6 separate regions of the Mus musculus genome follow, and all the other regions are linked to region 2. Evidence: chromatin contacts called from public HiCAR-type, HiChIP or PLAC-seq and promoter capture Hi-C data. All regions are on one chromosome and are shown on one strand. The core of a region is the stretch at or near the end of the contact, and the rest is flanking DNA. Distances in the headings are between cores, read along the strand shown. Region 1 holds the start of Ngrn (neugrin, neurite outgrowth associated). Region 2 holds the start of Rps17 (ribosomal protein S17). Region 3 holds the start of Polg (polymerase (DNA directed), gamma). Region 4 holds the start of Wdr93 (WD repeat domain 93). Region 5 holds the start of Saxo2 (stabilizer of axonemal microtubules 2). Region 6 holds the start of Idh2 (isocitrate dehydrogenase 2 (NADP+), mitochondrial).

Region 1 (4,662 bases), core at 682-3,181, 1.1 Mb after region 2:
AACCTTAATACTTAAAAGAAAATTCTTTTTAAAAAAAATATTTAAGCCGGGTGATTAAAGGCACACGCCTTTAATCCCAGCACAGAGAAACCTTGTCTCAAAAAAAAAAAAAAAAAGAAAAAAAACCAAGGGGGCTGGTGAGATGGCTCAGTGGGTAAGAGCACCCAACTGCTCTTCTGAAGGTCCGAAGTTCAAATCCCAGCAACCACATGGTGGCTCACAACCATCTGTAATGAGATCTGATGCCCTCTTCTGGTGCATCTGAAGACAGCTACAGTGTACTTACATATAATAAATAAATAAGAAATCTTAAAAAAACAAAAAACAAATTTTTATTTATTTTATGAGTGCACTGTATCTGTCTTCAGACATACCAGAAGAGGGCATCAGATCCCATTACAGATGGTTGTAAGTCATCATGTGGTTGCTGGGAATTGAACTCAGGACTTTTTTTTTTTTTTTGAGACAGGGTTTCTCTGTGTAGCCCTGGCTGTCCTGGAACTCACTCTGTAGACCAGGCTGGCCTCGAACTCAGAAATCTGCCTGCCTCTGCCTCCCAAGTGCTGGGACTAAAGGCATGCGCCACCATGTCCAGCTAACTCAGGACCTTTTGAATAGCAGTCAGTGCTCTTAGCCACTGAGCCACTGAGCCATCTTTCCAGCCCCCTTAAAGAAAATTCGTTTCAGACGCCTTTCAAGTAAGAGTAGTGACTCATACACAGTGTAATCCCTGAACTTGGGAGGCAGAGTCAGAATTGCCCCAAGAATTCCAGGCTAACCTGGTCTACAGAGCGGTCTTGTCAATAAATAAACAAATACATAAATAAAATAAAAATCCAGGAGCGTTGGTACATACTTTTAATCTCAATTACAAAACTCAGATGGCAGAGGCAGGAAGACAAGAGTTCAAAGCTATCCTTGTCTACAGTGTCCTGGAGGTCAGCTGGCTACATGAGGTTGCCTCAAAAGAAGAGCTTTCCAAACTTCAATCAACTGTCCATAATGTACCTACCAAGCTAGGTATGTCCTTAGGAGGTGATGACCTCAGTGGACCATAAGCAAGTCCCTGTGCTGATCCCAGCATCGCAAAACAAACAAAATTCTGGACAGGTTTAGGAAGTTCCTTATTATGACGCTTTCTATTTTAAAGGCAATAATACTAAATACTTAAAATCCCCCAAAAGGTAAATCCCATTTTGTAAGCAACGTCTCACCGGATCTGCTCCATGGCTTCCCACGTCAGTGTTCTGGGTGGTGCACCTGGAGCCTCCATTTGCCTTCGTATTTTCTGGAATCGCATTGCTTTTTTCTGACGTTTCAAAGCGCTGGGGGAAAGAACCAATGGCAAAAGCCGAGCTTGGAAGCAAGACTAGTGTTTCAAAAAGCATCCAACTAAATCTTGGAGAGCTCAGCCCTCTCGTCTGACCGCATGTCTGCCAGGTTAAAGCACTCTGGGTGCACTGCCCCCAGAAACCTAACACCTACAGCACCTGAACGTAAGCATGCCGAACTCTCTAACGGGTGATGAAACACGTCACTAAGCAACGGGACCTAGGGTGTCAAGGGAGCTGATCACTTGCCCCTGTGCCCTAGACAACGGATGAGAAGAAACTAGAGCCTGTGCAGACGCGGCTGCCGGACGCCCGGAGCTGGGGGGGGGCGCATGGAACGCCGGGGCGCGAAGCCTAACTCCAGGCTGAGGGCTCGCCACGAAGCAGGTACCTCTCCACCTCCTGGAGCTCCCGCTCCTCCGGCTCCCAGTCGGAATCGGGGTCCGGCTCGCAGCTGACAGAACCCGGGCCCGCCATGACCTGGGACGCGAACCCACAGCGAGCGAGAGAGGTGCGGACACGACCGCCCAAAAAGAGGCTCAGAGAGAGCGCCATTGCGACGCGAGGTGGTATCTACAGCTCGCGACCGGAAAGCACCGGAAGTGGGAGGGCGAACCCGGAAGCAGAAAGGAATAACCGGAAGTTAGACGGTATCCTACGCTTTTCGTTTCCTGGGTGGGCGGGGGCTGTCCTTGTATTGTCCAGTTACCCACCCTTTCCTGCTGATTTTGGTTTTGTGGTGCTGGGGAGCCAAGCTAGGGCCTTGTACATGCTAGGCAAGCTACTGCCACTGAGCTATCTCCCTAGCCATTAAAAAGGAAAAAATGTTTGAAACGGTCTAAATTGTCCTAGCCTTAAATTCATCATCTTGTCTCAACTTCCTAAGTAATTGGAACTACAGGCCTTAGTCACCAGGCTGGGCTGGGCGTCCCTGCTGTAACTATGAGAAGAGCTTGCCTCAGACGGGAGGATCGAAAGGAGGTACAGCACGCGCCTGGAAAACGACATAAACTTTAATAAAAAGACGGGTTCAGTTGCCCAGAGCCGCCCCTCTGGCACAGGCTGCCCAGGCCTGCCTGATTCTGCCACTGTGGCAGGAAGGGCGTACCCTCAGCAATCTTCTGATGGCGACTACACCGTAGTCGCTTTTGACTCCTCCGGGAAAGGAATTCCTTGTTGCCCAGTGACCTCCAGCCCCAAGCCATACCCAGGGTTCAGACCCATCGCTTAGGGATAAACTCAGCCTAAGGCTTGGTGAGCAGCGATGCATACAAGCTGGCCTTAGCTCTTCATCTTTTAGTCTTTACCGATCCCCAAAGAATCTTAGAATGTTGAAGAACTCTTGGTGTCTCCGTGTTTTTTGCCTTTTGCAAACAAAGGTCCTGGCCAGAGCTTTTCAATCTGGAACTTGTTGGCAGTCTTTCAATTAGCAAAGATTGAAGACCATTTGCTGTTTTGGTTGAGTGCTGGGCTTTCCTTCTTTTACCTGTGTTGGATGATGTTGAGGAGTGGGCTGGAATGCTGCAGTACTGGTGCAGAGGCAGGGCATAGGGGAAGATCCCCAGCCTTGCTTCCTCTGTGTTCAGAGTTTACCATGGAGGGCAAGGTGCAGCATTCAGTCCATGAGCCATTTTCCTGTCTTTTGGGCTGCAGAAGATAGCCCTGCCTTGGGGTTAGAGTGGGTGGCACTGATCCTGACAGGGCTCTGTTTATGGCTTCTAGCCTTCTGCTGGCTTGGCCTTCTGCAGTAGAGACATGGACCCCCACTAAGTTGTAGTACCCACAAAAGAGATGTTCTCACCTCTTTCCCATCTGTGCTCCAGTAACACACAAGACTGGCATCCCATGCTTCCCTCTAGCATCTCTACCACACTGGATCTTAATTAGCCTGTTTACATGTCCATTTCCCTGTTAACCTTGGTTGAGGGCTGGAATTGGTCTGTCATCTCTATCACCAGGGTCACTAGATAGAAGCAAGTAAATAAACGGGTCCACTGCCTTCCCCCCATGCCTATACTACCAGGAATGCCACTTTGTATCCTAGGAGCAGCCCAGCTGTAACATTTGCTACTAGGAATTTACACCAGTCAAAAGTGACCAAGGCTATTTTTGAATACTTACGGCTAGTGAGCCTGACTCTAGAGCTGGAAATATAGTGCCTCCCAGATTTCTTCATTGACAATGAACAGGGGCCCGTGGCTGCTGAATCTCCTATCCAGTTGAAGTTCTTGGGCTGAAGATGGTACCGGGAATGCTGTGCAATTGCGGGATTGATGCTTGATAGCGGCCCTAAGATCCTGGGGATCAACTCGTGGGGCCGAAGTGGTTGCAGGAAATGAGGAGGGATCTGCTCTGAGGCAGCCCCTCTCAGAAGCACCAATGGGACCAAATTCACAGGTTGCAGTTCTTGACTGCTCAGCCCGTCCTGGTGAAATCTAGGCTAGAGGAGAAGAGCAGCCCCTTACCATATTTCTTGGGAGTCTGGATAGAGTGTTGGAAATAAAACAATCTCTCCTAGGCCATAACCATTGTTTAACTAGTTATTCTTTTGGGGTTCATCAAAAACAGAGGGCCCAACAGGTTTGCTACTAGCCCAGGGAATAGTGAAAACGGCAGCTGTTTTGTTGGCCCAAGACTGTTTACTTAGCTCCCATTAGAGCCAGGGCATTGCCAATACTAGGGTAAGTACATAGAAGCCACTGAGCATGGTGGTGGCCTTGTTATTTGTCAGTCATGAGTTGTGGGATACTGTGAAATAGGAATAGAGACAACAAGTCCCTTGCAACTGAGAAAGTTGGGAGCTGCACTTGGCTGGATTGCAATACCAAACCCAAGGGAGCCTGGGAACAGACATCATGGAACCAGCAGAGCCTCTCCCAGGCTCCCGTGACAGGTACCATCACAAGAACCTCCTTTGGTGAAACCACCACCACGTGTTGGCATCACAGCCCTTGTTCCCTTGCTTTGTGAGAGGCTTCGCAGGGACCCTCACCCGATACTCATGAAGCTTTCTGTGGCTCCGGTGGCTAGGGTACAGCATGCGGGTGAGCTGCTCTACAATGCCCAGGCTGCGGATGAGGTTCTCTCTCTGTAGCAGGAGCTTCATCCGCTCGAGCTCCTCCTCTTCCACGATGTCCTGAGGCTGCGTAGTGTCCAGTTGTACTGGCAGCAGCTACAAGGGACAGGAGAGATACAGGATGTCCAAGACGAGCCTCATACCACCAGCAAGAATGGCTGCAGGACCCCTGGCCCATTCTATTTCCTTCCCTCTCCGGGCCGCACTGTAAGATTCCCTTAGCTGTCCATTCTCTCACCTTCTGTTCCAAAAGGT
Region 2 (4,903 bases), core at 1,246-3,745:
AAGTCGTTTGGAACAATATATTTTTTTTTCTTTCTTGGCAGCTTTTAACATTATAGCAAATTTGTGTCTGGGGGACTGCTGGTCACAGTTGCAAATCAAAGCATTTGTAACCAAGAGAAAAATTATTTTATTTAAAACTGGACCGGAGGAAAAGTCTGAGCAGCTGCTGTATATAGTTTTAAATGGTTTGTGGCACCTTATGTTGCACTTATGTTGGGGGAGGGTTGATAGAAGTTTTTAATCACAGTCACAGGACTTTTTCTTTTGTAACTGAGCTTAAAAATTAAAAAAAAAAAAAAAAGGGCTGCTTTTTGGTGGGGGCAGGTGAAGGCTCACAGGAGCCCTTTCTCTTAGAGGGGCAAATACCCTTCCTTACAACTTTTATTTGACGAATGTATGAATCAACAGTTACAGTTGACAAAGACGCTACTGGAATTGAAAACTTGACTTTTCTTTTTAATTTAACGATTACTTGCCTCTCTTAGGGAAGCTGTGTGCCAAAGAGCCAGTGTCATAACCCCTCCCTCCTGCTGAGCTGATGTTGCATTGTTGCATATCCCAGCTACTCTGTGGGTTTTGTGAAGCTGTGTGTGAAGTCTCTACCTCATTGTTGTATATGCAGGCAAGACTGCACTCTCCTACAGATGTGTGGAGTAAGCTGTGGTGTAATTTTTTTGGCACATAATAAACACGTTGCAGCAGAGTTGTAGTTTTGTCTCTGTATCTGGGTGTGTGTGTGGTGGGGTGTGGTAGCAAGCAGGGAAGATTCCAGAGACCAGTCCTCTTTTCATGGATTTTCACTAATGGGATACCAGCCCAGAGGGATGGGAGGTACATGCGGAGACCTGCTCCTATATGGGACTTGTTACATCCTGGTCAGCCACTCTGGAGTGTCTAGTACCTGGGTGATTACAATCAGAATAGGAGGCCTGCCTGTACATTTTACTTCTTGGCCCCTCAAGGCCTCCTCCACATGGAGCCCTAGGAATGCTAGAGGCACAACTCCCAAGATGTCAGGAGCCATTTGCTGGCTGCTTTCCTGTGAGCCCTGACGTGTTCCTCCTTCCTCTTGGACACACTTGTGCTGATGTAATTCCTTTCTGAGTGGTTACTATTTTGCTTTTTTGATTCAGGGTCTTTCTTTGTGGCCTTGTCCTGGAACTCCTTATGTAAGCCAGCCTGGCCTCAAGCTCAGGAATTCTGCCTACCATTCATCCCACGTGCTGGGATTAAGGTATGCACCAGGACACGCTGCAGTGCTTTGTTTCTTCACAGCCCTTACACTAGCTTTTCTAACAGGCTCCATGGCTTCATGACAGGTCTGATGATTTTTCAAGTGGAGACGGCAGCATGCTGAACTGGTCCTTTGGGAAACTCTAGTCTGAGGGAGAGGGACTCCTAGGTACTTAAATCCTTGTAAGGTGCAAAAACTCACTACTCCTCAGAATCCAAGAGTTCTCTTCCTGCAAGACTGTAAGGTCTAGTCTTGCATCTGGAGCCTGGCCTCCACTTCATTGGGAATTCACTGGTAATGTACGATGCAACCCCCAGGGATTACAGACCCTTTGGTCTCTTCAGTATTCTTCCGGGTCCATGGTCAAGGACATCTTTTTTCCTCCCGCCATGAGCTACTTTTAGAGTAAGGACTTTCAGCTCTTCACCTAACCAGAGTGACGTAGATGAGTTGAAGGATGAAGCACAGCCTTGGCCCCTTGATACATGCCCTGTGGCCAGCACGGTCTCCTTAGGTTTGAGCGCAGGACCCTGTCCCAGGAAAGAGCTGGAGGAAAGGCCCTCTCTGGACAGATGAAGCCACTGGGTCGTAGCGTAAGAGCCTGCTTTGGGCTTGGTTATGGCAGAACAACCGGAAGAAGCTGAAGGTTGGAGATAGTGTCCCTACTAATCGGGAACAGTCTAGTTAACTGAGATCCTAATTTGTTGGTAAAAGTGTTTGAGACCTCTCTGTGAGCCAGCCACTGATTTAAGCACTCGAGGTTAGCCCTTCCTGTTTAGCTCAAACCTAGCTGAGAAAAGTAATTGTGCTCAGACATTTAAGAGCAGCTCGAATGGAATACTGTGCTGGGATGAGAAGAAAAGCCACTCTAGGTGATGTTTGCTGTGACACCAGGAAATGAGAGGAACCTCACCAATTAGGCTAGACCCTACTAATCTCTGACTAGAGGCGCGGGTAGGGTGGAAATCGGGGATGACCCTGTTTACTACTATGCCTTTCATAGCTCGGGCCTCCTTTAGGCTCCATCTCAGGACCTCAAAGTAACTCCTAGATTAAAACACACCGGACGCCCAAGAGAAGCACGGAACTATTTGGAGTGGAAACCAAGACGGCCGAGCTGCCGGCGTGCGCACGCGCAGACTTTCGCCCCGCCCACAGCCAGGCAGCCTCACTCCACTCCGCTAGGGGCCGCTGTGGGACTCTCGCGAGCCAGGCGGAAGCGGCTTTCTGGCCGCGCTTTATAGGCCTCTCTTGTGTTTCCTGTTTCCTCTTTTACCGAGACCCGCCAACATGGTAGGTGTTTGGCTCCCAGGGCTCTGTCCTTTTCAATCCTCGCCCATCCTCCGCTCGTCGCGGCCTCAAGTCCGCAGCGAGGGGCCGGCGCCGTCACCGGCGGCCTGGCGCGCTTCCGCATGAAGTCGTGCGCGCCGCGGCCCCTCCGCGGGAGGCGCGGGCTCCCCGGTGACTTTGCCCTCTCCACCCTCAGGGCCGCGTTCGCACCAAGACCGTGAAGAAGGCTGCCCGGGTCATCATCGAGAAGTACTACACGCGTCTGGGTAATGACTTCCACACCAACAAGCGCGTGTGCGAGGAGATCGCCATTATCCCCAGCAAGAAGCTTCGGAACAAGATAGCCGGGTGAGTGGGGGCCGCGGCCGCCGGAGAGCCTGCCCGGGCCGGTGCCTCCGCTCCCCCCAGACGGCCCGCCGAAGGGCTGGAGGTGTGCCTTGGCCACAGTGGGGTTTTGCCGACGTGGTCTTAGTTCGGGCTCCTTACGGTAGCTGAAGGCAGAGCTCCGGCCTCAAAACCTTACTGCTGTGGTCTCTGCTTCCCGCATTTTACCACTATGGCCGTGTTGTGCAAAAAAATAGCAGTGTTGTGTCCGTACGACGGATAAGACCAGTCGGGGTACATGACATTCGGAGGAGGGCTGGTGACGGCGAGTGAGGATGTAAGGAGTGGACATCTGAACAGTGCTGTGTGTGTGTCTGTGTGTCTTTCCGATGGTGAGACCGACCTTGATGTAGAGACAAAGTCGGTTCTGGTGGGAGGTGGTCACTGTTTCGCATTGCTTGTAGCTATGTCACGCATCTGATGAAGCGGATTCAGAGAGGGCCTGTGAGAGGCATCTCTATCAAGTTGCAGGAAGAAGAGAGAGAGAGGAGAGATAACTACGTTCCTGAGGTAAGATTTGTGGGTCTTCCTCTGCACCTCTTCCTGGGGGCTCACCTGAGGTGGGAACGCAGCTGGATGTCAGTGAAGTCTTAATCTATTTCCTCAAAATGATGAGAGATCCACCCACCTCGGCCTTCTGAGTGCTGGGATTAAAGGCGTGGGCCAACACACCCAGCCGAGGGTGCCTGTAATCAGCCGACCTTGAGCTTCTCTGCGAGGTCTAAATTCATTTTCACATGGGAGCCCAGTGAGAGTGCCTCCCGACGTGGTTAGCTTGACATCCAAGTGTGAACCCTGCTTTCTGAATGCACACTAGATGGTTCTGACACAAGAATAAAGTGGGCTGTGGTGGTGCACAGCTTTAGTTTCAGCATTTGGGAGGCAGATGTCTGAGCTCGAAGCCAGCCTGGTCCACATGGTGCTTTCCAGGACAGCTAAGGTTATGTGTTGCGTTGGGAGCAGAGGAGGTGAAAGATAACCCACGCATTCATAATTTGAACTTGATTCTTTCCCTCTCAGGTCTCAGCCCTAGATCAGGAGATCATTGAGGTGGATCCCGACACCAAGGAGATGCTGAAGCTCCTGGTGAGTGTTGCCTGAATCCTTGAATACATCTGGTTTCTAAATGGCTGGAGCTGCTTGTTCTGTGATGATTCGGGGGTGTGTTTTCCTTGTTTGGGGCTGGCTCCTAAATTGTGGCCTGCCCCGCCCCCTTCAGCTCTGGCTGTTACCTGCTTTCCTCCCTGGTTATTTCTACAGTAGTCGGGCTAGTCACAGTTGAGCCATCTTACGGGTGGCTTATCTCAGCGGACTGAGACTTGGCTCTTTTGCATAAGTATGAGAAGGTGGGATAGGCGCCTGAGACCAGCATGCTGTTAGTGATTGTGAGCAGATACTCTCCCCATGTGCCCGCATGGCTCAGTGAAACAGCAGCTGACGCTTGCTGGGAGCACTGCTGGTCTTTCTCAGCACAGCCTTCTGAAACCATTTGGCTCCAGAGCATGGTGGGCTCCCGGTACTGAGTGTTCTTGGGGACAGGCCTGACCCTCCGCTCCTTGTGCTTTGTACATTAGGTTTCCTCTCAGGTGTTGACTGAGGCTGGGGAATGTTCTTGGGGCTCTAGCCCTGAGCCCCTCTGACCGTGCCGTGTGCTGCTTTTGTAGCTTTACCTATGCTAAGAACCTGCTTATGGGCTTTTAGGCTTTAGTTGGGGAGTAGTGACAAGAGTGCTGAATCCTTGGCTATGGAGGGCAGGCGAGGGTTTTGTTGTAGTGGTTTGGGTTTGTTGGTGTGTCCTGGCTAGGGAATACCTGCTTGAAGGTTGGATCAGAGTTAGGTGTAGGAGGGGGAGTGTTCATTAGCCGGGTGGGTATGTGTTGGAAAAGTTCCTGGGGCCGATAGTCCCTGTCTGTTGGCTGAAGGGCTGGGGTTGCAGAGTGCCCGCTCACCGTGTGTCTTGTTTTGTTGCAGGACTTTGGCAGTCTCTCTAACCTT
Region 3 (4,564 bases), core at 1,603-4,102, 1.9 Mb after region 2:
CACCAGGCATTGGGGTTGCTCGTTGTCCATCTGAACTCGGGATATTGGCCAGCCAGCCTAACTGATTGGCACACTCTTCAGTGAGAGAACCTATCTGATACTTGAACCCAGAGAAAAGGGTACCTCACTGCTTCACTGTGCAGTGCTTAGTGGCGAACCCCGAAATCATCAGCTCTGCTCCCCAGTACAATCTAGTACTGGGTAGGTCACCAGGCAGGCTTTGGGTGACTCCACTGGCCAAGGAGACCAAATGTCTCCGTCTGCTCTTCCTGCATCCCTCACATTTGCTAACTTCCTGGTGGCCATAGTGGCTCCTGTGGTTTCCTGAGCCATTTAAGTAACTCTGCTGGCCTCTCCAATTAGTCCGTAGGGCTGTGGGATGTGGCTCTGTTGGTAGAGTGTTGGCCTAGCACACAGCAAGCTCTGGGTTTCATCTTCATAAAGCAGGTGTAGAGTGGTGCAGCCTGTGATCTGAGCACTCTGGAGGTAGAGGCAGGAGGATCGGAAATTCAAAGTTGAGAGAGAACTAGTTGGTGGACTCACTAACTTCCAAAGGAACGAGGCTGAACACACACCTACAACACTATACCATGTAACCATGTCATCTTTAATAACTCCAGGAGTTTGGCCCTGTTATGGGTTTTACAGAGGCTCAAAGATCCTAGCAGGAAGATTTCTCTGTGTGAGAGTGGACCTGGTCTACATAATGAGCTCCAGGCCAGCCAGGGCTGCATAGTGAGACCTGGCCTCAAAAATAAACAAATATAAAACTCCTCAGGCAACCCCCACCCCCAAAACAGACACACTCAGCAGGAGCCAGAGACAGGAGACAGAGATTATTTGAGGCATGCTGGAGGTGGGGTGGGGGAAGATCAGTTAATAGGGTATTTGTTTCTTTGTGGGTCAGATGTCAATTTAACACAGGCATGTGTATGTGGAGACCAGAGGTCAGCCTTGGATGTTTGTTTCTCAGGACTTGTTTATCTTGCCTTCTGAAACCAGGCCTCTCATGGGGACCCAGATTTTGCTGATTAGATCGGGTGATCTGTGAGTCTCTGGGTGTGGCAGCCCCCCCCCCCCCCGCGTACCCCCCCCCTCACGTATTCCCTCCCTTCACGGCTTCAGGTAGGTGCTCGCTCTTGCAAGCCATGCTCTTCCCCCCACTGAGCTATTCCCACAGCCCAGGGGAGGGCTCCAACACAGCGTTCTGGGGTTGAAGATGTGCATCACTGCTTCCTGATGATGCGGGGTTTGTTAGTCCATTAAATCGCAGTTTCTAGGCTCTTCCTCGCAGCTACCGCTCTTTGAAACTCCAATGGCTGCAATCAAAGTTTTGAAAAATTTACAGCGAGTATAACACCGTTGAGAACAAGGCACGGGTATGGCTAGCGCCACGTGGCAGCTTGCCTAGGCTCACAGATGAAGAGAACACTGAATTTCAGTAGGAGACTATGAAATAAAAATGAAATTGTTTTTCCTGCTCGGAGGCTTCCTGAGTTAAGAGCCTCTCCTTTTTCACCTTATAGCAAAATAAACTGAGCAAAGTTATGTAAAAGCAAGAAGAATCACAAAATAAGGAATCTCTTATCTAGTTGACTCTGGTTTGTGTGTGTATATATATAAAACTGATAACCAACCAATCAAACAAACAAAAATCACTTTATGTCTATTAAGTACATCTAGAAAAATGTATAAGAATGTCTCAGCTGGAGAGCTAGATTGTGGATATTTGTAGTTCAAGCACTGAGGCGGGAGGGCAGCCAGGGCTACCGCGTAAGTTCTAAGTTACAATGTGAGACCTCATCGTTAAAAACAAACAAACAAGCAAACAGGCCGACAGACAGACAGACAAAAGAGGGGGAAGAAACTAAGAAAAGGAGAAAGGAGAAGGGTTCTGTATGAGTCCCTGCCGCTGCTAGTGACAGGAAAAGCGGATAGAGGAGCGACTCCTGAAAAAAGTCAAAGACCCTCTCTCCTGTACACAGTTCTCAGCGTCCGGGTGGTCTCGCTGGTTGGAAGTGGGGGCTGCCGTTCAGCGCGGTCCGAATTTTTTCCCTAATCAGCTGCTTGTGCCCCCTAGTCTGCCTGAAGCAATCCTGATCTTTTCTTTCCTCGTACGGGACTCTCGACTTGAATCCCTGGGTCCCAGTTATTCACCCAGGCCATATTCGCCTGACCCTTTGCAGCTGACCCTCTACGGAGAGCTGGGAGCAGAAACAACCGGAGCAACGGGAGGTGGACCCAGAGATTGACAGATCTCTGAAGCGGGACGTGCTTCAGCTGTGCCCGGTGGGCGCGACCAATCGGACTCAACAGCATCAACCCCCAGCATCATTGTCCGGGATAGGAGGGAGGAGACTCCATCGAGGCTTAGCCTTTGCGGTCCATAGGTGACAAATCTAGACTTCGGACGGCACGTGCTCCGTTTGCTCCACTCTCCATCCGGGACAAGGCTCTCGACCGCTGTCACCGTTTAAGCAATGTGTCACCCTGACAGTTGTTTGCTCAGATCCTTGAGTTCCAAGAATTAAGTTTAGACTAGAAGTTGGTCATAACCACTACGGTCAATTTCGCTTTATTTCCAAAGGGAATCTTGGGATTAACAAACTGACAGATAAAAACAACATACAAGTCGACCGCGGCAGGACTCGAACCTGCAATCTTCTGATCCGAAGTCAGACGCCTTATCCATTAGGCCACGCGGCCGCCAGCGAGAAGGTGCCTTTACTTAGCTTAAAGCGTGTAGCCGCCTTCAGGCTCGCGTCAGACTGGTCTATCTTTTCCGTGGGGAGGGAAGTAGCGGAGGACCTCACCCGGAAGTCCCTCTGCACCCCCGCGGGCGGGCGGCTCCATTGGCGGCGCTCTTATTGGACGCTCGGGGGAGTCTCCCGCCTGCCTCTGGGTAGCCGCGGGACCCAGTTCGCGCAGACGGGAAGTTGCGGCTGCTCCCGAGACCGCACGCCACCCTGAGGCTGCGTGGGCCGCGCGCCGCGGACGCCGCGTCGTCGCCGGGGCTGTGGGCTGCCGCAGAACGGGAAGCGCGAAGCGGACCGAGGTTTCCGGCGGGCTCGGCAGGGGGAGGGCCGGGCGCGGCTGCTCCCTCTCCACTCGGGAAGCCGGGCCGGGAGCAGGGCGGCGGCTGCGGCGGGGACCCTGTGTCCCGGCGTGCGGGGGTGGCCGCCGACGCCCCGACCAGGGCGCCCTAGGCCCGCCCGGGTGTGGGTGCGGACCCCGAGGCTGTGGCTCGTTCGGCGGGTTTCGAAGTTGGGGCGCTAGGCCCTCGGGCCGCCGGCGGGGTGGGACTGGCAACTGCTGTCTGCCGAGCGCCTACTGGGGTTAGGGCCACTCGACGAGCGCGCCCTCTGCCACTCTTACAGCAGTGGCCCGTGGCTCTAGAGTTCTTAACCCCATTTTACAGAGGAGGAGGTCGGGGCCTAAGGAGCTGGGCCAAGGTCACGCAGTTGGAGAGCCAGAACCCTGGTCTGTCTGCGTCTCCCCATTTCAGCATCTCCAGCGGCTTCTCCCAAGTTAACTGCCGAGCCGGTGTGGCCCTGTCCTCGGGAGGGGGCAGTGCCATTTCTTAAGGTTGTTGGAGGCGTAACAGAAAAATGTCCCTACTCCGCTCTGGCCTTTTGGCTAAGATCAAGTGGAGAAAATGCTTGTTTGGCACGCAGCAGATGTTTGTTGCGGGATAAGCGGTTTGTTCAAGTCCGTGACACTTGTAATAACACTTTTATCGTCTGTCTCCTTTAGGACTTGTGTGAGGAAGGCAGGCATGGTGAGACCTATTTCACTGACAGGAGCACAGAGAGGGGACGCGTCTCTCTCTGAGTCTTTCGGCCACTAAAAGCAGTCAAGCTGGAGCCCAAAGCCCGGTGCCCCGACTCACAGCGGGGGGCTCCCTGCACCAACCATGAGCCGCCTGCTCTGGAAGAAGGTGGCTGGCGCCAAGGTCGCCTCAGGGCCAGTACCAGCAACCGCGCGCTGGGTCTCCAGCTCCGTCCTCGACCCCGTCCCCAGCGACGGGCGGCCGCCGTCGCAAATGCCCTCCTCCGAGAATGGGCAGCTGCGGCTCAACCCTCTGCTCATCCAGATGTTGTCGAGAGGCCTGCACGAGCAGATCTTCGGGTGCGGCGGGGAAATGCCCGACGAGGCCGCGGTGCAGCGCAGCGTAGAGCACCTGCAGAAGCACGGGCTCTGGGGGCAGCCGGCCACGCCCTTGCCAGACGTGGAGCTGCGCCTGCCCCGGCTCTTCGGGGGCAACCTGGACCAGCACTTCCGCCTCCTGGCCCAGAAGCAGAGCCTGCCTTACTTGGAGGCGGCCGCCTCGTTATTGGAGGCCCAATTGCCCCCCGAGCCCAAGAGCTGGGCCTGGGCGGAGGGCTGGACCCGGTACGGCCCCGAGGGGGAGGCCGAACCCGTGGCCATCCCCGAGGAGCGGGCCCTGGTGTTCGACGTGGAGGTCTGCTTGGCAGAGGGAACCTGCCCCACTTTGGCGGTGGCCATATCCCCCTCGGCCTGGTAAGTCGGGGGTTAGCAACAGGGGACTACCGTTTGTAGGGGG
Region 4 (4,841 bases), core at 27-2,526, 1.6 Mb after region 2:
AGAGTCTATAGGTCTGGTGTGTACTTTACTTCGGGCCTGCAAGTGTTAGGGGCAGGCCCGAAGCAGGGAATAGAGAAAAGTAGGCGACCCGATTTCACAGACACACCGAGCAAGCTTATAAATTTCCTTTCAAGGAGCAGCTTGCAGAGCTTCCACCAGAGACTCTGGGTTTTCTCACATGCTGTCCGCACGCTGCTCCCACCCTTTCACCAAGCTGCTGCTTGGGAACCTCCATTGTAAAAAGCACGGCTTTCTCTTTTCCTCCTCTTCTTCATCTCTCTATTCTTGGAAGCTACTGAGATTCACAGTTTGCCCTGTTGTCTTTTTTTTTTTCTTTCAAGCTGGCAGTAAAATCGCCCTCCAGTTTCAATCTGCAACTATTTCTTTTTTTTTTTTTTTTTTTTTTTTTTTTTTTTTACTAGCCCACAATAGGGAGCCTTGCTGTCCGCAGTAACAAGTTAGAGCATTAGGAAAGCCTGCCAGCTGAGGGAGGACCATGTATTGTGCATTATTGTACAGTTAATGTGGCCCAGGTCCCTGCAGGGATCAGTGAGCGTAGCTCAGCTGGCTAGAGAGGCGTCACTGAGGGGTCCTGGCCCACAAGCTTTCAGAGAAGCCTAGGAACTCACATGTTACCCCATCCTTAGAAAAGCACCTCTGGGGCATCCCCTAAGAAGGTTGGGTGACGAGACTGAGGCTGTGTTTCAGCAGGATATTCCCACCCAAGCCATCAGAGTCATTGCTGGAATAATATCATAAAGGGGTAGGGTAAACAGAAAGACAGGGGAGAGGTAATGAGGCGAGGAAGGAGGGAGAAGCGGTGAAAAGAAGAAAATTACTAAGTGGGGCTCCATCTTCAAACGCCACAGAACCAACGATCAGCGGTGCAATGTCACTGATCTCCCTTGCCTGTGCTTTGCTGGTGTGGAGCTTGTAGGATTTCCTCAGGAATCATTTGGTTTTTCAATAATCCTAATAGAAAATTCTCCCACTTTACTCCCACTCTTCTGCTAGAAACACACCCCAGGAACTGACTTAGCTCTGTTGCCTGCATCATAAGGCCTGACACTGGGAAAGGATGCGGCCTGCAGCCTGAGAAGACCATTTAGCATTCCTGATGGGGTTCATGGGTACCTGGGGACACCTGGACGCCTGAGGCAGGGGAATGACCCACTCAGTGCCTCTACCTGGAAACCAAGACGGGAGAAGGCCACGACCTTGTGAAACTCAGCTCTACTCACAAGTCTTGTGGCTTGGCGTCGCCTTAGTAACTACCACTTCCGGTACTAACCGGAACTCCAAAAGCCGCGTTTCCGAAGGTGTGCCCACCCCCGTGTGGGCGGAGAGACGAAGTCCCACCCACCTGGCAACTAATCTGTTCCCGCTGTCCCCCGGGACCGGCGACGTCCCAGGGGACCCACGAGGGAGCGGGCGCAACGCGTGGCTGTGGGTGGGAGCCATGGACGCCTTCATCCGAGTCGCCAACCAAAGCCAGGGCCGGGACCGACTTTTCAGGTGAGTCAGGTGCTGTCGGCCTCCGCCCCCGTCCCTTCAGGACCCAGGGTTTCTTCTCGGAGAAAGAGGTCACAGCCCGGTAAATCGAGGCACGAGGCCGCGGCCAGCTCCCACTGAGGAGTTGCGAGCCGAGCCCCTCCTCCCTGTGAACCCGGAGGGACTGTGCGTGTCAGCCACCTCGGTGTCTCGGGAGGTGACAGCGGCCCATGAGTGCGATCTCCTAACTTTCCCCAGGAGAGGGAAAGTTCCCAGCCGCTCGACATCTTTCCTAGAGATTTCTTTTCCAGAGAAACTTGGAGCTTCTTTTGTAGCTAAGGAAACAGAACACCTGTAGTTTGGAGCGCTCGTGAAGTCGTAACTCACGGAAAGACAGATTTATCTTCTTTATCTTCATTTTGGTCCAGTCTGCGCCTTGGAGATATCAAGCTGTTAAAAAGCTGCTTTGTAAACTGTAAACTGTACAGCGGACAAAGTGTTTGAACAATACCTCCCAAGTACATAGTGTACTTTCGAAATCACCAATGCGTGTTTAAAACTAATCCTACTTCATTTTTTTTTAAAAGAGAAATTTGAATGCCCCTCGGTGATCATTTAAAAGAAAAGGAAAAGGGGTATGTGTGAAACATAGGAGTTTAATTTAACAACACTTCTTTTCCAGATGTTTAAGTGGTCAACCTCTAAAATTAACTAAGCATACAAGTAAGAAAAGTCCTAATGGTGAGACTTGACTGTACAGAGCCTCCATTGCAGCCCTGAGATACTTTAATATTCTAATTTCACATATAGGGAAACTGAACCAGGAGGCTAGGAAAAACTAATGTGGCCGAGCCAAAAGATGCAGGTCCACATAGTTGACTCCAGCACCAGCCCACCTCTTCACTTAGGCCATGCTGCCTTTCTGTTTAACTTGATAGAGTCTCAGAATGGCTGAGGATTAGCCATGGTTCATTAGAGGTCAACACATATATCATTTCAGTGGTCCCAGAATGTACCCTACACTGTCTTTAATTTAGGATATATGTATTCAGCAAAATTTTATTTCCCAATCTTTCTAAGGAACTATATAACCATGAACAAACAAACCAACTAGCATTCCTAAAATAATGCCCTGTTTTCAGCCACTATTGAACCAAACCTGAGAGAGGAAGCTGTATAACATAAGCAGTGTGAGCCTCTGGTCAGAGAGTGAATTCTATCTCCTGCTCTCACTCTGGCCCTCCTTTTTACTTTATTTAAAACAAACAAACAAGCCGGGCGTGGTGGCGCACGTCTTTAATCCCAGCACCCGGGAGGCAGAGGTAGGCAGATTTCTGAGTTCGAGGCCAGCCTGGTCTACAAAGTGAGTTCCAGGACAGCCAGGGCTATACAGAGAAACCCTGTCTCGAAAAACCCACCAACCAACCAAACAAACAAACAAACAAATAAAAACCAACTCATCATTGTAAAAAATGTACCACTTTGGGGAGAATTTTATTTATTTTGAGAAAGTCTTACTATGTGGCCCAGACTGCTCCCATAATTCTCTTCTCTCCATCTTCTGGGTGCTGGAGTTGTAAACAGGAGCCACCAGCTCTGTGCCGCAGTTTTACTGAGAATAATATTTAAATTGTGCAGGGATGCCAATGCAGTTTGCAGTTCTAAGAGAGTAGGGGCCAGCGCCTACTGATCTTTGTTTGTTTGAACAGGGTCTCACTATATAGCCCTGGCTGACCCAGAATTCTCTATGTAGACCAGGCTGGCCCTGACCTCAACAGAGATCTGCCTTCCTCTGCCTCCTGAGTGCTGGGAACTAAGGTGAGAGCCACCACACCCGACCTGGCACCTGCTTTTGTTAAGTTGGCTGCAGATGCATTTGGATGTCTGTGACTCTAGTTGACTTATTATATTCATCACCATGTCATTGTCATCATAGCTGGCGTGATATTAACCAATCGCTGAAAGCATTACTATGCTGGAGTGTATTTGGTCCTTAAGTTTTAAAAACTAAATGTTGAGCCTGGACTCTTCACTTGGTTTTTGAGTTTGCTTCCTGTCGCATGTAGTTAGTCAGTTTAAACTAAGTGGCAGATTTTTGTTCCTTTAGATTTTGTCATCATAGCTGGCGTGATATTAACCAATCGCTGAAAGCATTACTATGCTGGAGTGTATTTGGTCCTTAAGTTTTAAAAACTAAATGTTGAGCCTGGACTCTTCACTTGGTTTTTGAGTTTGCTTCCTGTCGCATGTAGTTAGTCAGTTTAAACTAAGTGGCAGATTTTTGTTCCTTTAGGAAATCTGAAGATCATCCTATGTAGGGGCACATAGCAGATGTGAAGGTTTGTGGAGCTGAGAGCCCATCTGGGCCAGCAGAGGGCCTTTGGGGGGAGCTGCACCCTGTGTGTGGCATCCTCTTCCCTAACCTTTGTGTCCCATTTCCACTGCATGCTCGCCCTTTGGCCCTCCTCTGTGAGGACTGTTGCAGAATGCCACTTTTGTAAGAAATTCAGCATGAGAAACTGCCCCAAAAGTTCCGCCTCAGCATGACACTTCGCTTTGCTTTTTGATGTTTCTCCTTCCCTTCATGAATGGAACTTTATTTGGTTTGTAAACTACTTTCCTCGGTTTTGTTTTTTTTTTTTTTCCATTTCAGAGCCACTCAGCACGCATGCATGTTGCTTAGATATTTGTTAGAGTCTAAAGCTGACAAAGAGGCCGTGGTACTGAAGCTCAAGAGGCTGGAGACCAGTGTGAGCACTGGCCGTAAATGTAAGTACCTGTCTCTCCAGGGACGGTGGCTTCTGCTTTCAAATCCTTAGCCTCAGACCCTGGAATTTACAATGTCCTTTCAAGGTCTTCATTTCCACTCACCCAACTCTCCAATGAAGCTGAGAGCAGCCGTGCCTGGAGACCCCAAGAAGGCCGAATGGTTTGCTGTATTCACAGGTGTCTCCCTCTGTTTGAATGTGGTGTTGTACTGTACCTTCCTGCATAGTCATAGCCCTTGGGGCACACATCACATATTCATAGCCAGTGGACACACAGTATGCCAGCTCACATCGGTTCTCAGAATGTATTGGCAATTCCCAACGTGCACTTTGGTCTAGCGTCAGCCCTTAAGTTCTATGGAACAGGATAGCCATATCCTAGACCACAGGCCTTTTCTTCCTCGTCTCTTGAGGGTTAGTGGAGGATCTAAATGAAGACATTTTCCTAGACTGTGTGCCAGGTAGCTTCATGTGAAAGGCAAAGAGTGCAGGTGGGGGTTTTCACTGATATACACTGTCATCCTCATCTTCCTGGGAGACCCCATGCTTCTCAGAACGATCGCCTGCCTGCCTGCCTCCATT
Region 5 (4,711 bases), core at 1,550-4,049, 1.3 Mb before region 2:
TCTACTGTAAGAAGTCTTTGCATAATCAGGTACACATTTACAGTTCCCTTTATTAGAATACTGCCAGAGTTAACACAATTTCAAGCATCATAAACAGTACTCGTGTTTAAGGAATGATATGGGCATATGCAATTTCCACAGTTGAGTGGGCCTAACAAGTGTTGGATTTTCCCTACAATACAGCTTTTTGTGGTCTGTATGTACATAATCTGTGGAATCTGTATAATAGCATAAACCAGAGACTAATCAATGGGACCTCTGAAGAGCTTAAATAATGAGTTAAAAATCCTAGAAAGTCACTTTCCTGCTGTGCAACAGAGCAGAATTCATTCTAAGCATGGCAAACATACATCCATTACAATGTACCACCAAAAGGGAGACTTTGCATCATTAGGCAAGGCTGAATCCCTTGGTCAACAATGTTTGATGCTTGATATATTACACACTAGTCAATCTGCTATTTAATTCTCAAAGGGGAAAAAAAAAAGAATTAATAAAGAAACAAAGTAAAACCTTTGGCTAGATCTTATATCCTCCAAACATGCACACATGTACCCATGGGCAGGCTAGTCACTTTATTTGTATATAAACTCAGTGTCAGCTGGATCTTCTACAAGTGACCCACCCTCTCTCCTTGTCTTCAGAGCTCATGTTAATGACAAGAGTCACCAAGCCTCTTTCCTGCCTTTTAACCCAGCCAAGCACCTTTCCCAGTCTAATCTCATCTACAATTGGAGGACTTTGCCCTTGCTATATTTTTCCTAATGACTCCCAACACGCTAATAAAACTGTTAATGACCATTTCACTATTATTTCACCACTGGCAGAGATTCTCCTTATCCTCCTTTTACATGGGCTACACACTGACACTCAAACGGAAAGTAATTTGAAAAGACCTCAGAGCTCCGGATGTCTAACCAGAGCTAGAGAGCTTGATCCTGTCTTAGAGTCACACAGGAATGGTGAGGTCTGTGACAGGACCCTGCCTGTGTCTCCCTCGCCTTTAAAATGATACGGAGCTTTGGCTTCAACAGGACTCTAAATGCTGAGCTGCTGCTATGAGAAGAAAGAGTTTCAAATGAAGAGTAGTCTCAGGATAAAGCAGACAGCTGAACCCCACCTTAGACACACGCGCTTCCTTCTGCCTGTCTCCACACCTCCATTTGTACTGCTTGCCCCCCCCTATCACCCACAGCCCCTCAAGGGGCACGTCTAACAATTCTTTTTAACCACTTTGCTACCCAATCCTCCAGGTCTCAAAACTCTCACCCACCCCACCCCCAGCCCATCTCACCACGAAGCCCCGATTCCTCCCTAAAGCTTCTCTGGCTGGACAGGTTGGCCTCATAAATGTCTAGGGCCTGACAAATCTAAAAAAGCACTGCCAACTTAGCAAATGCTCAGTATAGGATGAATTAAATAGAATTTATAGAAGATATATTCTACCAAGACCACAGACATTTTACCATCTCAAGAAACTTTTCCATATTTTAACAAAAATCCAAATTCAAAAGCATTGTATGACATACTGGGCAGACCACCAATCACCCGTTAATCCATTTATTTCAAACGTTCTACAGCATGCTTCTCTGACATGGCACAACACACAACTCCTTAGCAAGCATCACTCTCACCGCTCCAATGAAACAGAGACATTTCCTCTTTGTTAATAAAACCCAATTCTAAAAGCCTTACCGTGGTCAACATGAGCCAGAACACAGATATTCCTAATGTTGGCAGTGTTCTTCTGAAGTCGAATCATCTTATCAACACCACTGAGCACCATGGTTATTTCCTGGGACTAAACATTAAATGCAAATTAAAAATGGTACAAAATCTAGTGGGGGTGGGGGTGGGGGTGGTGTGCACAACAGCGAAAACCAAATGGACAAACTGAGAGGGAGATGCTGATGCTGACAAGTCGCCTCAGATTCCTTAACTGAGAACCCAATGAATGTTTAGCCACATCTATTTCCTTCTGGCCCTGAGGGGATATAGTCCTTTAGGCCCATGTTCCATGGTAAAGTCCACACATCCTGCTGACAGTACTTGTGGGGTGAGCTGGGAGTTTCCGGATCTGCCATGCGATGAATCACGCAGTTGGGAGCCAGGTGCAGAGGCGCCCGGCTAAGTCACACTCACACTCACATACATACATACATACATACATACACACACACACACACACACACACACACACACACACACCAGAGACAGACAGTCAGTCTCTCTCTCTCTCTCTCTCTCTCTCTCACACACACACACACACACACACACACACACACACCCTTCCCTACTTCAGTCCCTCCAAAAGTCTGCCTTTCTGTCAAGCTTGCTGGCTTTTATCAGACATGAGAACTTCGGCCCTGTGACTGCACTGAGTGTCCTTAAAAGTTTTTGGATCACGTGCCTAGGAACACACCAGGTGCACGACACACCTTCTACCCCTCTCTCCAATTAAAAGAAGCAAATCGAGGTCTGCATGCCCTTCCTCCTCTTGGGTTCCTGGAGTCGCTGCCGCTGAGAGTACCGGGTCCCTATAAAGTGCAGCCGCTCGGGACACTCCTCGCCCAGCCCAATCGACATGACCCCCCCGGGTCTCCGTCACCGTCTGGTCGCCGGCGTCCCTAGCAAGTCCCCCCACTCACCAGCTCCACGCCGCACCTCACCCACGCACCTAAGACTCCAGGGGTAGCTCAGACCGGAAGTCGCAGGAGCCTGGGGGCGGGGCCTGTGGGCCTGTGACCTCTGACCCGCGCGCATCTAGAACATCACCGGAAGCCACGTCGTTTCCCTTCAACTTGGAGTTCCGCGGTCGCCTTGACGACGGCGGACGCTGTAGCTGCTCTGAAGTGTGCCAGCCTAAGCCTGCGGAGGGGGACGCTGGAGCGCAGAGCATGAGGAACTGGTGTCTGTGCCAGATTTGCACCTGCGGGTAAGAAACGTCCGCCCGGTGTGGCGTCCGCAGAGCCGCGAGCCCCGCCGCGCACACCCCCTAAGGACTCCCTTGCCTGAACCGGAGGAGACCCCTACTCCACCCCCACCCCCCACCCCCCACCCCCGACCTTATGCTCTGCTAAATGCTGCCCATTTCCTCTGCTTGGCTAGCTCCTGGGCAAAACTTATTTTCTTTGCATTCCCTGAGGCTTCCCATCCAGAGATTTAAGCTAAAATACAGTTCAGATCAGCTAAGTAGTATGAGCAAATATGGCTGGTAAGTGATGGAGTCACCCACCGATTCTATTGGTTAACTTAAAAGAACAGTATCCATGGTATTTCGTTTGCCACCCAGAACCTTCCATCCTCTAAACTCTATTTTTATTCCTGCCAAGGCAACATTTTCCTGAGGCCTTTCTGACAGACAAAAATGGCAATAGTCCTCACCGTAAACCTCAGGTTTGGTTTGTAAGTCCTGCCTAACAACTTTACATCACCAGTAAACACATTCTTCTCTATCCTCAAGCTTACTGTTTACCCAGGGGTTAGATCACCTTTGATAAGTGAATAAGAGTAACTGAGTAACGCCAAGCCCTTTGTACTTGTAATCCCCTTCTAAGGGCAACCAGCTACAACACATATTGATTGAGAGCAGTTTCTCAGCCCCTTTTGTAATAAACATTGTTTGTATGTTTGAACAGATGCAAACATAACTTTTAAGGCTTGAATCTGCAAAATCTTGTATGTAAGAAAAAAAATGTATTTGAATCTGAATTTATCTACAAACTAAGTTATTTTCCCATCCACCCATCAGGAAATTCATTATATTAGGGACTTTACATTCTTCAAGAATAATATCACCATCCACAGAGCTGGGGGGACTGCCAATGTAAGAGGAATCCCCTTTAGGCTTTGAAGCATGGCTAATAACTTCTGCCGAAATGTCCCTTGCAAACACTTAGTTGCAGCGAGAGCACTGCCTTAGCTGCTTTCAGTTTTATAACTGAGGTACAAGAATCTTTGACAAAATGGGTAGTTACTATGACATACATAGTTCCACTCAGCCAATGGTTTTTAAACTTTGGCTACCTTCATGAGTCATTGTCTCAAAACGGGGCAAAGATTCTTCACCATCATCCCTCCCCATACCACCTCTCATCTTTTGCCTCCTTTCCTGTTGGAAGGAAAGATGGAAGATCTGTCCATATTCATTTGTTGTTGAAGACTATCTGTTAGGTACATTTGCACCACTGTGGTAGCACTGTGGTAAAAACAGCGAAGGAGAGGAGGTCTGTTTGGGCATACAGTTTGAGAGGGTGCAGTCCCTGGCAGTCAAACATGGTGGGGTTCTTGTTCATGTAACACGAAGCAAGACTTTTTACATGCTGGCAGACCAGGAGGTAGAAAGCCTGTGGAATCAAGACCCAGGCTCTCATCTTCCAAGGGCTGCTGTTTACAACTTATTTCCAGGTAGAGGCCAGCTTCCAAAAGCCTTCCAGAGTGTTTCCATCAGCTGGAAAGCAAAGGTTCAAAATATGTGAACATCTCAGATTCAAACCATGATGCCATCTTTTCTCTCTTAGGGAACTAAAATTTAATTCCTTTGATTTTCCATTAGGGACGTCTGATCTCATCATTTCTGTGAGCTGGTTGGTTTGTTTGTTTGTTGTTTGTTTGTTTGTTTCAAAAAGACAGAGAAGTTTAACAAGTGTAAACAGCTATAACTGGCAGCAAAAGTATAAAGCGGAAGGGAAATTGCACACGTTAGACTAGG
Region 6 (4,992 bases), core at 510-3,009, 1.2 Mb after region 2:
CAGCACTGGGGAGGCAGAATTAGATAGATCTCTGAGTTTGAGGCCAGCCTGATCTATATACCAAGTTCCAGGATAACCAGGATTCTACAGAGAAGAAACCCTGTCTCAGAGCGACAAGAAGCAGAAGAGGAAGAAAAGGAAGAAGAAAGTGACCTTGTCTCAACTGGTTCTAACTGATGCTGCACTTAGAAGGTTTGCCTGGGATGGTTCTAGAAACATGAAGACTTCTGCCTTGGTCCGCCCGCAGACACTGAGGCTGGGTAGTGACTTGGCAGAACTCTGAGACGGAGTCTGCTATGTAGAAGCCCCTTGTGCTTCAGCAGCAATCACAGAGGCAGTGCAGGTAGCTGACCTTCATCCATACTCTAACTGGTCTAGAAAGATGCATAGGAAGTCTGTTCTCCGACCTTGCACGTGTGGATCCTGGAGTCCAGGGGTCTGGTATTTCCAGGATGGCATGAAAGCCCAAGTCAACAACCTCTGTGGTCTTTACCGGTGTTTACACAAGAGAACTGGGAATCTCGTAGAAGGGCTCTCAGACTGTTCTGGAACATGCTGCCCCAGGCCAGACTTTCCTATTCCTTTCCTCAGTCCCTGGAGGGACCCAGATGTCTCTCCTTTGCATATACTCTCTGTACTGGATCCCAGAACCAAATCTGTGACTCGGATGGATTGAGACTCCAGGAGGGAAGCTTTGATGTTGGCAGTTCAAGGCCACTTTCCTGGCATAGCTCCACCTGACAACACTGTGAAGCTGGGTTGGGAAGCTGGGAGCACAGGGCAGAAAGGTTGCTCTCATCTGGAGTGAGTTGGTGTGACTGGGAGAGCTGGGGTGGATTTGTGATATTTGATACACAAAACCCAGACTTCAGTGACCCCTACTTCAAGAAAATGAACAGTGATGGATTTAGCTTGTATGTTTCTGTTTGTTTCCCCACGCAAACAGGTAAACTAGGAGCTGTTGGGCTGGGTTGTGGATGGACCTTTGCCTAGGATATAGGAGACATGGGCTTTCCTTCAGGGCTACATAACTACTAGCATAGAATATAATTAACTTGGGCAGTGGTTGTACTATTGAAGGATGAACATACCTCAAACCTTTACACACAAATGTCACAGAAGTCTCCTGGCAGGCACTCTTATGTCCAGAAGAGACAGAGTCGGCCATGATGAAGGACTTTGGGGCTAGGAGTTTGGCCTAGTCAGGAGCAGAAGGAGGATTTCCAGCCGCCCCCCCCCCCGCCCCGCCCCGCAGCGTCTCATATAGCCCAGGCTGGTCTAGAACTTGGTATGTAGCCTAACTTCTCATCCTCTTGCCTCCACCGTACTTGGCATTTCAACTCTCGATCCTGGTTAGTCCACCCAACTGGACGCTACCTGGGGGAGACCCAAGTTGCCATGGTCTAGGTTCAAGACGGCAAAGCTTGTCATTGTCTTGATGAAAGCGCCTCAGGTCCGTCGGTCAGCTAAACGCAAAGGACGCAGGGGACTAAGGCGACGTGTCTGCAGCTGACATTCTAACGGAAGCGGGGAGTCTTGCAGCCGTGAGCCCCCGCGGCCCGATGGGTCTCCCCGGTACCTGATGCTTTGAGGATATATGGAGGCTCCCAGAAAGCGCGGGCTCAGCACTGGGGCCGCCTGAGCTCTGGAACAGGCCCAAGGGTGTCGAGCAGGCTCCTGCCCTGGCGTGGACCCGCCTTCTCCCGGGTGAGACCCAATGGGGCGGCAGGTTCTGCAGCTCCGCCCCGGTTGGGTCCCAGCCACCAGGGCCAGCCTAGAGTCCCCACCGCACAGCCCGGTGCAGCGGCGTGCTCGGACCTCGCGTGCTCGGGATGGCCGGCTACCTGCGGGCTGTGAGCTCGCTCTGCAGAGCCTCGGGCTCAGCGCGGACCTGGGCACCGGCAGCACTGACTGTCCCCAGCTGGCCGGAGCAGCCGCGGCGCCACTGTGAGTGTCGCACCGGGGGGCGGGCTCGCGTGCAGCGCTGCGACGTGGCGACGTCCCGGGAGGGGGACCCTGGAGTGCCACTCGCGACACGCCGGCGGTCGGGGAACAGCGGCGTGCGGGTTACAAAGGGCCGGGAGGTGGCCTTACACCGAGCTCCCGCGCCCCGCGCGCCTGGGCCGCTGCAGGCGCAGGGGTGGGGACCCAGGGGATAGTGGCAGCTGGTGGCCTGGGGCGGGATTGCTGGGTCCTATCAGGGCTGGGGTTCTCCAGGTATTCCGGGGGAGCATTTCCAGAGGTACCTGGACCCAGGGTGGGGTATCATGACTGCCTTGGGCCTTTGGAGGGGACAAGCGACCAAGAGGGGCTGGAGCGGCCTGCTGCAGCCCTAGGCAGAGGAGGGTCACCTCGCGCTCCCGGCTCAGACAAAGGCGAGGAGGAGAGGCCTCCACTTCCCCTTCTCTCCAATCCCTGCGTACTCTGGTCCCTCCTCTCCAACAGGCCCACGTCAGCTATTTTTGGAACCTTTACTCGACAGCTGGAGGAATGTCCTTCCATTTTTCCCGCTTTTGTTTCTCTGCCACTCCCCCACCCTTCGCTGCGCAGGACGCTCAGTCTGGGCCCTCTCCTGGCCCCTTGCTGGGCCAACCACGAGCTGCTGCATGTGAGTGGGTCCTGCCTGGCATACAAGCTGTGGAGACCTGGCACTGCACGCATATTGTCATTTTTCTGCAGTCAGTCGTTCCCATGAGATCTCTGCGTTGCCTTCAGCTTACTTCTTAGACGTGAAGGCGCAACTCCGGACAAAATAATCAGGGTTTTAGAGTCTCCATTACTAACAGATTGCCCAACCTGGCATGTGGGCATCTTTCATACCCTTGCTACTCAGCGCCTTGCTACAAAAGGCACGGAACAATGTAGAGCACTTGGTGGCCTCTTTTGATGCCTGTTGCCACGGAAATTCTATCCTGACCTGGCTCAAAACCCCTTGGGGTTAGCCAGAGGAATGAGGAAGAGGGGGTGGGTTTGGCTATGGGGTTTGTTCTGGCTAGAGTGGTAATCGTTAACTCACCGTGGGAGCAGCTGACCGAAGCTGGGGGCCAGGAGGAGGGAGAGGGCGGGGCCCTTGACACTCCCCTTTGCCAAGGAGAAAGGGACATACATGTTTTTGTGTTCTTGGGATCTGCCTCTAACCTCTGAAGCCCCATCAAGTGCCTCAGGCCTTCAAGACCCACATATGGCAGCTTTGCAGCAAAATATGGTAGAAGTTAAAGGCACTCAGTGGTTTTCCTCTTTTTCATCTTTTCTCTCTTTTGAGGAGTCTGGTAAAATGGTAATACCAAAACTAACTAACTAACTAACTAACTAACTAACTAACTAACTAACAAAACTACCTTAAGAAACTGCACTAACAAGAAAATAAGGCTACTTTGGGATCCTGAATTTGGATACTCATTTTGTTTATTTATTTTGGTTTTTTGAGGCCAGGGTCTCCATTTTGTCCTGGCTGTCCTGGAACTCGCTGTGCAGACCAGACTGGTCCAAGCTCCGAGATCCACTTGTTTCTGCCTCCCAAGTGCTCGGATTAAAGGCATGAGCCACACACCCCCACCCCTAATCTGGATACACATTTTAAAAAGCAGCCAGTGGAAGGTCCTTTCTGAAGGTCTCCAAGTGGGGAGGTGATTAAAACCAAACCAACCAACCAACCAACAACATCCAATGTCTTTGCTGTCCCTTGGTTCCCACTTGCAACTTCCAGCAGCCGCTTGCTGGCCCCTCTAGGACCTTGGGAAGAGATTCGGCCTCTCCAGAGGACAGAGCATTTACTTAGACTCCCTTTATTCTACTCCTGGTTAGAAACTTTGTCATTTCCTCACCTTAACTTTTTAGATAGATACTTAAAGACTCGTTTATTTTTATTTAACTTGTATCAATTCCCCTGAATTTATGTTTGTACGTATGCCACCTGTGACCCTATTTGCCCACAGAGGCTAAAAGAGGGAATTGGTTTCCCTGGAACTACACTTATGGATGGTTGTGAGCTGTCATGTGGGTGCTGGGAATTGAACTTGAGTCCTCTATAAGAACAGTAAGTGCTTCTTAATTGCTGAGCCATCTCTCCAGCCCCATTTTGAGGCGTTCTTGGTGGCTAGACCAGGAAGGTACCCTGCCAGTCTTGTATACTTGCAGGGGACAAATAGTCCCAGTATCCAAGAATAAATTATTCAGTGGCTGATCATCAGGGTTTAAAAAAAATCATTTATTTATTTTGGTTTTTCGAGACAGGGTTTCTCTGTATAGTGTTGGCTGTCCTGGAACTCACTCTGTAGACCAGGCTGGCCTCGAACTCAGAAATCTACCTGCCTCTGCCTCCCAAGTGCTGGGATTAAAGGCGTGCGCCACCACTGCTTCGCCTTTTTAAACTTTTAAAACTTTATTATTTATTTTGTATGTGTGAGAGAGATAGGTGGGGTGTGTGTGTGTGTGTACTTGCTACAGTACATGTACAGAGATTAGAGGACAACCTTGTGGAGTGGGCCTTTTCCGTTTCCCTTTGCCCACCATCCCACAGGCCCTTTGTCAAGTTTTGCAGACCCAGGAATTAGTTCTTATCTGTTCTTCTGTGAGCCTTGTTTCGACCATAGCTGGGAAACTCCAGGTGCCCATGCCCATCTCTCAGAACTGGTTTCGGGGCTTGTGTTAGAGCTACAACAGCGGTTTCCAACCTGTGGGTTGTGACCTCTTTGGGGTTGGGTATCAGATATTTCTATTATGATCCAAAATAGTAGGCAAACTTCCAGTTATGACGTAGCAACAAATAATCTAATGGTTGGGGGTCAATGCAACATGAGGAAGTGTATTAAAGGGTCACAGCGTTAGGAAGGTTGAGAGCCACTGCCATAGAAGGACTTGGCTGCCCTAAGTTTTTCACCTTTAGCTGAGGCCTCATGGGCTCGCTTTATCTGCTTTGCTAGATTCTGGGCACAGCTCCTTGTATGGAGTCAGGGTCTGTGGCTTGCTTTGGAGTCTTTACTGTATAAAATG

Evidence for each region. HiCAR-type assays count read pairs that join an accessible place to other places. HiChIP or PLAC-seq counts read pairs in DNA pulled down with a chosen protein or histone mark. Capture Hi-C pulls out chosen DNA fragments and counts their contacts.
Region 1: a promoter capture Hi-C map of liver shows a contact between it and region 2, with 2.3 times the contacts expected there. The contact joins the promoter of Ngrn here to the promoter of Rps17 in region 2. A contact is called at or near these places in 3 of 39 promoter capture datasets (liver and neutrophils) and 1 of 9 other capture datasets (liver).
Region 3: a contact with region 2 is called in a promoter capture Hi-C map of liver, with 2.9 times the contacts expected there. The contact joins the promoter of Polg here to the promoter of Rps17 in region 2. A contact is called at or near these places in 1 of 39 promoter capture datasets (pre-B cells) and 1 of 9 other capture datasets (liver).
Region 4: a contact with region 2 is called in an H3K27ac HiChIP or PLAC-seq map of large pre-B cells, with 10 times the contacts expected there. The contact joins the promoter of Wdr93 here to the promoter of Rps17 in region 2. A contact is called at or near these places in 1 of 39 promoter capture datasets (liver) and 1 of 115 datasets of contacts at active chromatin or transcription factors (large pre-B cells).
Region 5: a HiCAR-type map of astrocytes shows a contact between it and region 2, with 3 times the contacts expected there. The contact joins the promoter of Saxo2 here to the promoter of Rps17 in region 2. A contact is called at or near these places in 1 of 39 promoter capture datasets (pre-B cells), 1 of 484 Hi-C or Micro-C datasets (CD4 T cells) and 2 of 115 datasets of contacts at active chromatin or transcription factors (astrocytes and cardiomyocytes).
Region 6: a promoter capture Hi-C map of liver shows a contact between it and region 2, with 3 times the contacts expected there. The contact joins the promoter of Idh2 here to the promoter of Rps17 in region 2. A contact is called at or near these places in 1 of 39 promoter capture datasets (liver) and 1 of 9 other capture datasets (liver).

The regions. Positions count from the first base shown.
Region 1 is chr7:80,258,484-80,263,145 of GRCm38.p6, reverse strand. It overlaps Ngrn (neugrin, neurite outgrowth associated), which reads right to left and starts at 1,931. Exons shown (of 3, transcript NM_031375.4): 1 at 1,723-1,931; 2 at 1,215-1,325. The coding sequence starts at 1,886. It overlaps Ttll13 (tubulin tyrosine ligase-like family, member 13), which reads right to left. Exons shown (of 15, transcript NM_177765.3): 13 at 4,324-4,503; 14 at 3,453-3,771; 15 at 2,325-2,817. The coding sequence ends at 2,621.
Region 2 is chr7:81,342,826-81,347,728 of GRCm38.p6, reverse strand. Rps17 (ribosomal protein S17) reads left to right here and starts at 2,495. Exons shown (of 5, transcript NM_009092.3): 1 at 2,495-2,527; 2 at 2,721-2,872; 3 at 3,313-3,418; 4 at 3,929-3,994; 5 at 4,880-4,903. The coding sequence starts at 2,525. It overlaps Cpeb1 (cytoplasmic polyadenylation element binding protein 1), which reads left to right. Exons shown (of 12, transcript NM_007755.5): 12 at 1-703.
Region 3 is chr7:79,464,561-79,469,124 of GRCm38.p6, reverse strand. Polg (polymerase (DNA directed), gamma) reads left to right here and starts at 2,852. Exons shown (of 23, transcript NM_017462.3): 1 at 2,852-3,055; 2 at 3,754-4,521. The coding sequence starts at 3,914. It overlaps n-TRtcg5 (a tRNA gene), which reads right to left and starts at 2,706; the gene lies at 2,634-2,706.
Region 4 is chr7:79,739,584-79,744,424 of GRCm38.p6, reverse strand. It overlaps Wdr93 (WD repeat domain 93), which reads right to left and starts at 1,276. Exons shown (of 18, transcript NM_001381990.1): 1 at 1,188-1,276. It overlaps Pex11a (peroxisomal biogenesis factor 11 alpha), which reads left to right and starts at 1,294. Exons shown (of 3, transcript NM_011068.2): 1 at 1,294-1,515; 2 at 4,145-4,260. The coding sequence starts at 1,460.
Region 5 is chr7:82,646,616-82,651,326 of GRCm38.p6, reverse strand. It overlaps Saxo2 (stabilizer of axonemal microtubules 2), which reads left to right and starts at 2,799. Exons shown (of 3, transcript NM_177894.4): 1 at 2,799-2,935. The coding sequence starts at 2,898. Efl1 (elongation factor like GTPase 1) reads right to left here and starts at 2,713. Exons shown (of 20, transcript NM_175317.3): 1 at 2,649-2,713; 2 at 1,696-1,801. The coding sequence starts at 1,786.
Region 6 is chr7:80,112,117-80,117,108 of GRCm38.p6, reverse strand. Idh2 (isocitrate dehydrogenase 2 (NADP+), mitochondrial) reads left to right here and starts at 1,759. Exons shown (of 11, transcript NM_173011.2): 1 at 1,759-1,947. The coding sequence starts at 1,833.